Linked DNA regions of Zea mays: region 1 is linked to region 2. A link is a contact called in public Hi-C data. All regions are on one chromosome and are shown on one strand. Each heading gives the region's core, a stretch centred on a gene start, on an enhancer-like site or on the middle of the called end of the contact. The rest is flanking DNA. Distances are from core to core; before and after follow the strand shown. Region 1 has its middle 15 kb from the start of LOC100381809. Region 2 holds the start of LOC100191600.

What was found. Hi-C and Micro-C count contacts between places; a contact is called where the count stands out from the background.
Region 1: a Hi-C map of leaf mesophyll shows a contact between it and region 2, with 4 times the contacts expected there. The contact joins the enhancer-like site here to the promoter of LOC100191600 in region 2. A contact is called at or near these places in 5 of 25 Hi-C or Micro-C datasets (bundle sheath, ear, leaf and 2 more).

Annotation. Positions count from the first base shown.
Region 1 is chr1:143,572,992-143,576,939 of Zm-B73-REFERENCE-NAM-5.0, reverse strand. No RefSeq gene overlaps it. Among protein-coding and RNA genes, the nearest start is that of LOC100381809, 15 kb to the left of the region's middle. Within about 2 kb of position 2,394, at least 17 of the 20 cell types and tissues checked have an H3K27ac peak or open chromatin away from gene starts, as enhancers often do. A contact at or near this core is called in bundle sheath, ear, leaf and 2 more, where this site is marked.
Region 2 is chr1:143,020,740-143,024,883 of Zm-B73-REFERENCE-NAM-5.0, reverse strand. It overlaps LOC100191600, which reads right to left and starts at 2,309. Exons shown (of 4, transcript NM_001137029.2): 1 at 2,085-2,309; 2 at 1-1,348. The coding sequence starts at 1,156.

The DNA of each region.
Region 1 (3,948 bases), core at 1,145-3,644, 550 kb before region 2:
TCTAGACCACAAATAATTCTATAAAATAAAACCTATGTAAATAACTAAATAACAATGTGCAAAATATATTTTGTCTAAGTATTGCTATCTGTACCGCAAAAGAGTTTAAAACAACCTAAGTTACAATCATATATTCTAAACTAGGAATAGAAGAGATTGTAACTTAAGTAAATAATAAATAAGGAATCTTAAATACAAAGGTAGAGATGCAAATTTTTGTTGACGCGCCGGTATTTTTATCGAGTTATTTAGAACCATTCAAGGTTGTAACTAATTCTCGTTGGTGTCCCTATGCAAGGGGAAGCCCATGCGAGGCCAAACATTTGATCGAGTAACTCCGTAGATAGCTGCAGTGTCACACCCGGGTTTTAGGGGCACCAAAACCCGGGCGCGAAATAATCACCAAGTGTGCTGGGACCAAATCTCACACATATGATGACTCATGGTACAGAAACGAATGTCACATCTTTACTATATAATAGAAGTGATGTACAAAATAGCTAAATAATTATATCATATGCAGACAACGATCCAACAACCATAAAGTTGACTGGGAGACGACGACCTATACCACTCACAAACTCATCACAACATCTTTCGTGCGCCTCCTCCTGTGGTACCTGTTTTTGACCTAGGGGGATGTGAGTACAACAAGGTTGAGCTCACATACGTTCATCGCTCAACAAATTGTGGGGAATAATGTGCATGAACTCACCAAAAGTGGGAGCTCATGTGAAGTGTAAGGCTTACTAAAGGAGATGGTTAAAGCTGAGCATTGCTTTAGAGTTGGTCAAAATTTTATTAGTAGTTACTAAGTATAAGTAGATACCAACTCAATTAAGTAAGAGATCACAATTGATAATAACACCCGCGATGCAATGCATATGACAGATTAAGTTTAGTTCCATAAATTAATCATGCGAGAGTCCTGAGCTGCTCATGACCGCGAGCACTGCTGATATACCAGTTTTACACTCTGTAGAGGTTGCGCCCTTTACCCACAAGTCGTGTATCCCGTCTAGCCAAGGTTAGCTAGACCCTTAGACACTTCCGCGGTGAATGGATATGGATCCACTACGAGGCCTTTACAAAGTTTCACTAGCTTCAGAAAACCCACTACAGTTTCTAGAAAGCGCAATATAGGAATCCCCCGTCCGAAAAGCCATCGCAACATGATCACCCCGAGAACCTTCCTATACCGACAACTCCCCTACTGCCCTTGCCCCTTTCGGGTAAGGTAGTCCTCAACTAGCTTTCCTAATTAGTCAGCCAAGGGCGTCCCATTCCACCCTTATGGTAGCACGTGTTTCTCAAGTTAAGCTCTATGTTCCAATTAACACAATGATCTTGTCATGAACAATAATTAAACAACAGTATAACTGGAACATGATCATAATGTAATATTAATCCCCAAACCAGGTAGAGCAATAGCAAAACTACCCAAAAGTTCAGTGGTAAACAAGGTGTGGGATAAACAAGTCTAGAGAAACCTATTTGGTCCCATCAGATTAAACTGAGCATGTCATAGTGATTAATAGGAACATTATTGGGTAAAGAAAAGTGATCAAGGGCACAACTTGTCTTAGACTCAAGATTTCAGGTACCAACTTGTCTTCAAGTGACTCGTGAACTCACTGCTATTCATAGCAATACAACAAACATGGTATAGGCAAAATTAACATCACACCCAACATAAGAACAAACCGCATAATAATAATCTACGCGATGCTACGAGATCGTGAGTTCGAGAACCACCAAATTCGGAGTTACGATTATAAAGGTACGATTTTCCGAAGATCTACGTGATTAAATATTAAACTATATTATAAATTGGTTAATATACATCATATGAGAAAATATACTCCAAATAATTAATTAAACTTTAACCTAGATTATAGTTTGATTAGAAATCATATTTTAGTCAATTATCGTCATGGATTAATTTAACTTTGGTTGGAAGGATAAATCTACTAATAATAGGCTAACCTCTATCTATTTATAAAGATATGTTTTATGGTACAAATAATGTCATCACTGCGTAGGTAATTTTATTACGAAGCTAACGCAACCAGAACAGAGTAAAACAAAGTTAAAACACGTAAATTATGAGTTTTCTAAGATTTCAAGAATTATTTTTATACTTGGGAATCAATTTCCATGTTTATTTTATTATTTCTGAACTGGATGGACTACGGGCGCTATTCCTTAAATCTTCAGGGTTTAACCCGTGAAAAATCTGGACCTAACCGTACTGATCTCTCCACATACCCAGACTGCGGGTTGATTTAAAAGAAAACCGAGGGCTCTTTTGTATTTGTTTCACGGCTGAAAGGGTGTCCTTGATTCCCAGCTGCCCGATCTAAAACCAACGACATGCATTAGATCCCGTAAAACCAGAACCGGTATGTGATACCTGCCCTTGGATCCGAGATCCACGGCCCGAAATTCCCCCCGCAACGACACCATCCGATCCACCCATTCGTCAATCTGCAGCACTGATTTAAAATGACAAAGTTCTCACATATCTAATCGTGGCCGTTCCCTGATAGACCAACGTCCCATAGCTTGTTTGAGCCTAGCCGCCGATCCCTAGATCAACGGATGCGACCACGCCACCAACCCCAACTGAACACGGTGGCACCGCAGGGCATACCCGCGGCGGAGCTTCGCTGCCGGCCACACGATCCGACGCCTAATCGCCCAACCTTGAAATTGATCGGTGCTAAACTTAGAGGGGAAGATGGCGAACATGCAGAGAGGGTTCATACCGCCCATCGGAGTGGTGTTGGTGCTGACCATGGCGTGGTGTGATTATGCGGCGGAGGGAGAACTCCAGTGATAAATTCCTAGACCACGACGCGACGATATCTACAATACTCGGGTATATACTATGCGTGGATGATAATGGGAGCCCAGAGGGGTTTCTCACCGAAGAATGACGGCGTGTGCACCCTTGTCCACGTGATGATGCGGCTGCGCCATGGCTCCTAGGCTCCGGTGAGCACTTCTTGGACTCCAGTCTCCCACCCGCCTGGTGAAGATGCGACTCACCAGAGGCGAGCACCGTTGACCGCCCTAGTTTGCCGTTGAGGGTCTCAACAATGGTGTGGCGTGATCATGTCGACGACGAACTCCCTCATGCCCTGACCGTGGAGATGGCCAGGAGGATAGGTTCGAGCTCAGTTTTATTGTCCGAGAAGGTAGAACTCCCCAGCAACGGGCAGCACGCGATGGATAGGGAGGGTGTAACCACCCACGGCGGTATCGGCATATGAGTACGTCAGCAGGAGCCGCGGAGGTTCTGTTATGAGGGAATTGTTGGGGAAGATGACCTAACAGCATGGTCCCATTTGCCCGCGACCAGGGTTCTCCAGCGCATACGAGGGTAGGGAGGCTAGCGATTGGGTCCATGGTGTCTGCTGGCGCGAGAGCGTAGAGGGATGGGCCGCGTGGTGGTGTTGGTCGTGGGCCCGCATGTCAGCCGGCGAGGGAAGCTGGACCGGTTTGATGGGCCAAGCAGGTGTGGATTAGGCCCACAATGCATGTTTTCTTTATCTTTTTCTTTTCTATTTCAATTTTGTCTCTCTTTCTAAATTTCCAAATTTGGTAGTTTGAATTCAAATTTGCTGGTGAGTTTCACAAATTAAGTGCACAAATAAAGTACTAGCATGAAGAATTATAATTGTTTATATACATATATATATATATATTTTTCATTGTAATGTATTTTCCATTTTTTATTTCATTCTCTTTTCTTATTTCTCTTTCCATTTTCAAATTCTATTTTTCGAACTTAAACTTGTCTCATAAATTTGAATACAAATACAAAAATACAAGAATCCAACATGGAATGCACATTTATGCATTTATTTATTTGTCATTTGACTACTTTAATTCCTTTAGTTGAATATGCACAAAGAAAATAAGATCAAGAAATCCCCAAAACAC
Region 2 (4,144 bases), core at 1,060-3,559:
TTGAGAAGGGCGCGATCATCGGCACCACCTTGAGGCCCATCCCTGAGATGTGCGCCACCGACGAGAAGGCGTTCAGGGACTGCACCACGGTGTTGGCCTGGACGACCTCGTCGGCCGTCGTTGCGCAGCGCTTGGATTTGCTGTTTCCGCCCTTCCCGGACGATGGCTCCCCGAGCTCGAGATGGCGCGGCTGCGACGCCGCACACTCGCCATTCTCCTCATCGTCCTCTCCGTCGTAGTTGTCGTCATCCTCCTCGGCGATATCGAACGGAGGCTCGCTTTCGATGCTGCTGACCCACGCGCTGACGCGGTCGTGGATGGAGCTCTCGGCGCAGAAGGCGACCCACTGGTTGGGCACAGACGCTGCTGGCGGCGACTCGTCGACCATGACCGTCTTGTTCTTGCGGTCGGCGGCCGGGCCCTCCTCGAACGTGTCCGAGGTGTACCCGTCGTGGCGGCCAGGCGAGAACGATCGGTGGGCCGTGCGCGCCGACCGCGGCATGTGCAGGTTGCGGTGGCTCCAGAGGAAGAGCCGCCACCAGAGCTTCCGGCTGCGCGAGGGCAGCACCTGGCTGGACGACCGCTTCTTCAGCATCACGCGGTCGGCAGTGCGCGACGTCTTCACGGACGCCGGACTGGCCTCCGGCGCGCCGTGCGGGGTCGCCGTCGCGTCCAGGGCGAGGCCGGCGACCAGGTTGCCCAGATCGCCGTAGGAGCGCGACCGGGCCGGCATCTCGGGCGCGGAACGCGAGCCTGGTCGCTTAGTCTCGATGTTGGAGCAAGACCGCTTCAGCTTCGGCGATGTGTCCGCCACCGCAGCGTCGGCCGAGGTGTCCAGTGCCACGTCACTGTCGGACCGGACGGGCTTCATGGCCGCGTGGAAGCTGAAGTCGAAATCTGACAGATCGCTCTCCTTCACCAACACCAGTTGATCAGCCGCTTCCTTATTGTTGCGGTCCTCCACGGGGACCGAGAGCTCGGCGGGGACGACGTCCTGGACGACGCCTGCACCAAGCGTCGGGTCGATGAGTTCGACTTCGACCGGCTTCACCTTGGGGCACTCGTTGCCGCTGGCCTTGATAGCATCGGTGATCTTGCGTGTCTTCTTCTTCCTCTTGCCGGGGAGCAGAGCGGGGAAGCAGCTCAGCTTGGCCATAGCTTGCCGGAGAGCAGGGCGCAACTGTTGTCTACGGGAGGCGTAGGCCGAAACAGGGACGCCGGGATCGCGAGGACGATGATGATGACGACGACGGAAGAGGGCAAACTCGCATGCTCGCCAATATTGAACTTGAACTGGGGAGAGCTGGAGGGCCGCAAAGCTGGAGCTGAGCCGTCCTGACAGCTAGCCCTGCACCAATTAATCAGCAGCTGGTTGAGAAGGGGGCTCTCTTTATTTTTTTGGAAGGCTGTTACGCGATGAGGTCTCCTAAGTCCTAACGGACGCGGAAACCAGTTTAATTTAACAACACACAGGAGTCCTTCAAACGCAAAAGAATATACATATATATCATCAGACTGCGAAAGAATGAGCAGACCGGGACTCCCCTTCAACTGCCAGACGGCTGAAAATGATATGCAATGACAGAGCCAAAGTTATTCCATTACTGACGCAAACAACAACAAGCCGTGTGGGTGGGGAAAAAGATCATCAGATTCGCGATGGAAACAAAATTGACCACCTTCGTTTTTTCCCCATTCTCGTCCGATTCACAACCACACAGAAAAAAAAATACAGACTAGCAAACAACGATTCGACATGAGAATTCAGAACCATGTAAGAAGAAGCGCTAACGTCTACATACACACACAGCAAACAAGAAGGCCCGGATGAGCACGAGAATTCAAGGATTTACCAGGAACGGAGGCAGGAGGGCCTGTTTGGAATGGAGAGGGGGGTTGCTTTACGGATGTTCAGAGCCTGGTTCGATTTGGACGGCAACCCCCCTCTCCAAACAGGCCCCAATGGCGCAGGCACAAAGGCGATCACAGAAGAGGGGAAAGCATTTATATACCACGAAGACGAAGCAGAGGCACGCCAAACAAAGGAGGGGGGCATTAAAGGGTTCTGAACAGCGAGGCCTCACCTTGGGTTCGTCTGGCTGGCACTGACACGTGCAAAGAAGGTGCCTCCTGTTTCCTAGCTGGTCGTTCGTCAAGGATGACGGGTCGGTCGAGCGCTGATCGATCGGCGGCTATTTCTCTTCTTGCATGCACGCGGCGGCTAAAGATGGGTAGTAGTAGTAGTATAGGACAGAGGCAAGAACAGGGAGGAAGGGTGCTCAGTGGTGTGGCGTGGCCCATCGTGGAGAAGACGGGACGAGAGGTGAGACGGTAGAAATAGACAGGACAAGCATGGATGCTTGGCGCCTGTCGCGCTGGTGGTGGAGGCAAGCACGCACGCGGTGGCCACACGGTGACAGTTGATTCGGACGTCACTCCCACTAGCCACTTGGTGCCGGCCGCAACCAAGGAGAGTCGGAGAATACTCCCGTCGTCTTTGGTATTTTATTTTATTTATTTTTATAATATATATAGGAAGCGATGACAAGTTATAGATTTATTAGTCCTTCTAAAAAGGGTAACCTCGGTTATTATTCTATAGACCTATGAAAGTGTCAATATTATAGCTATCTTATTTATAGAATATATCATTTTTTGTTACTTCTTTATATACGATGCTCGACTCAATGCCTTTTAGGAGTCATAGCCATCAATCTCTACTACACTATAAGAGCGTATGTGGACGTCCACCCCTACAGCATGTCCCGCCTCTGTCTTTCCTGGCCTCGCCCGCCCCTTCCAACCTCCTCCCTGCTCCCTTTCATCCTCGCACATGCTTCATTGCGCTCGCCGGGCCGCCCACGTACTCGGCATGCGCTCCATCTGTGCTGGCCCGCACTCCATCAGAGAGCTGACGCCGCAACTGGGCCGAGGATCTCGCTCCCTCACCTCAACTAGAGTTGCCCCATCATCTCCAACTGTTGATCACCATCGCAACCGGCACACAGAAACCAATGGCGCTCCTCCTGCACGCCCACGAGCATCGTTATCTCAGCGACCCCCTCCCTCGTATTCAACCATCGCTTCCTCGGCACCGACCAAGACGGCGACGACGTGGGCTCGCACCAATAACATCGCGACCACCGATCACATTGCACCTCTTCGATGCCTCCCTACGCTTTTTCCTCCACACGCTGCTGAGACCGACATCGCGACCATCAATCACGTCACGCTAGGACGAAGCGCGGGCACTGCCGCAAATGAGGCCAACGTCCTCCACACGCACCTCTTCGATGTCGAGGCCGACGTCGCCGCGCTGTGTGCCCGCGCCGAGTGGCTCGAGCGCGAGGCTTCCAAGTGGGATGAGCTGCTCCTCACGGCCACTTCGCAAGCCAGGTACTCTGATGGCAGGCCCCTGCCATACATTCGCGACGGAGAGGAGTGGGCGCGCCATGACCTCTTGGCCGACCTCCGTTTTCAATGCGCTCACCACCAAACTCCGCAACTGCCTCCCCATCCAAATAGACATTAATGTTTCAATCCACATCTCTACCGGTTTAATCCCTTTGCTGCTAGGTAAGGTGCCCTGTTCCTTGCTGCTCGGACGGATCGTTTAAGTTTTTCCTCGCAACCACCCTATTGCTTATTGCTGCATCGTGCAAGGAATAGGAGCACTAACTTATGCACGCTTATCCCTAACAGTTTAGGATTCATCGGGATTGGTTCGGTTGGTATTTCGTTAGGCCTCGGTTTCTATCCGCCATCTCCTCCTTCCATGGTTGTTGTCGCCTCCGCCCTACGCTCGGTGCTCGGGCCTTTGGGACTTCCGCCTGCGACGCTCACCCACCAGGTATGTGCACCCCTTCTCTGTTCCTAATGTGTGAAACCATAGCATGTGTCATTTGTCTCCATAGCCTGTAGTAATGTTATACTATCCCTTATACAAGGCAGGCTTAGGTGTTTATGTCATTACCTTGTACCGAGTGCTCTATGCCTTTTTTGTTTTTTGATGTTGACAATTGTTCATATTATTATGCTTCAGCAACTCGTAGCACCAAGTCAATGTGTATGATCTGTTAACTTGATAGAAGTTAACATCATTTGATTTGAATCAGTGTAATCATTTTTCCTGATTGCTTAGAAT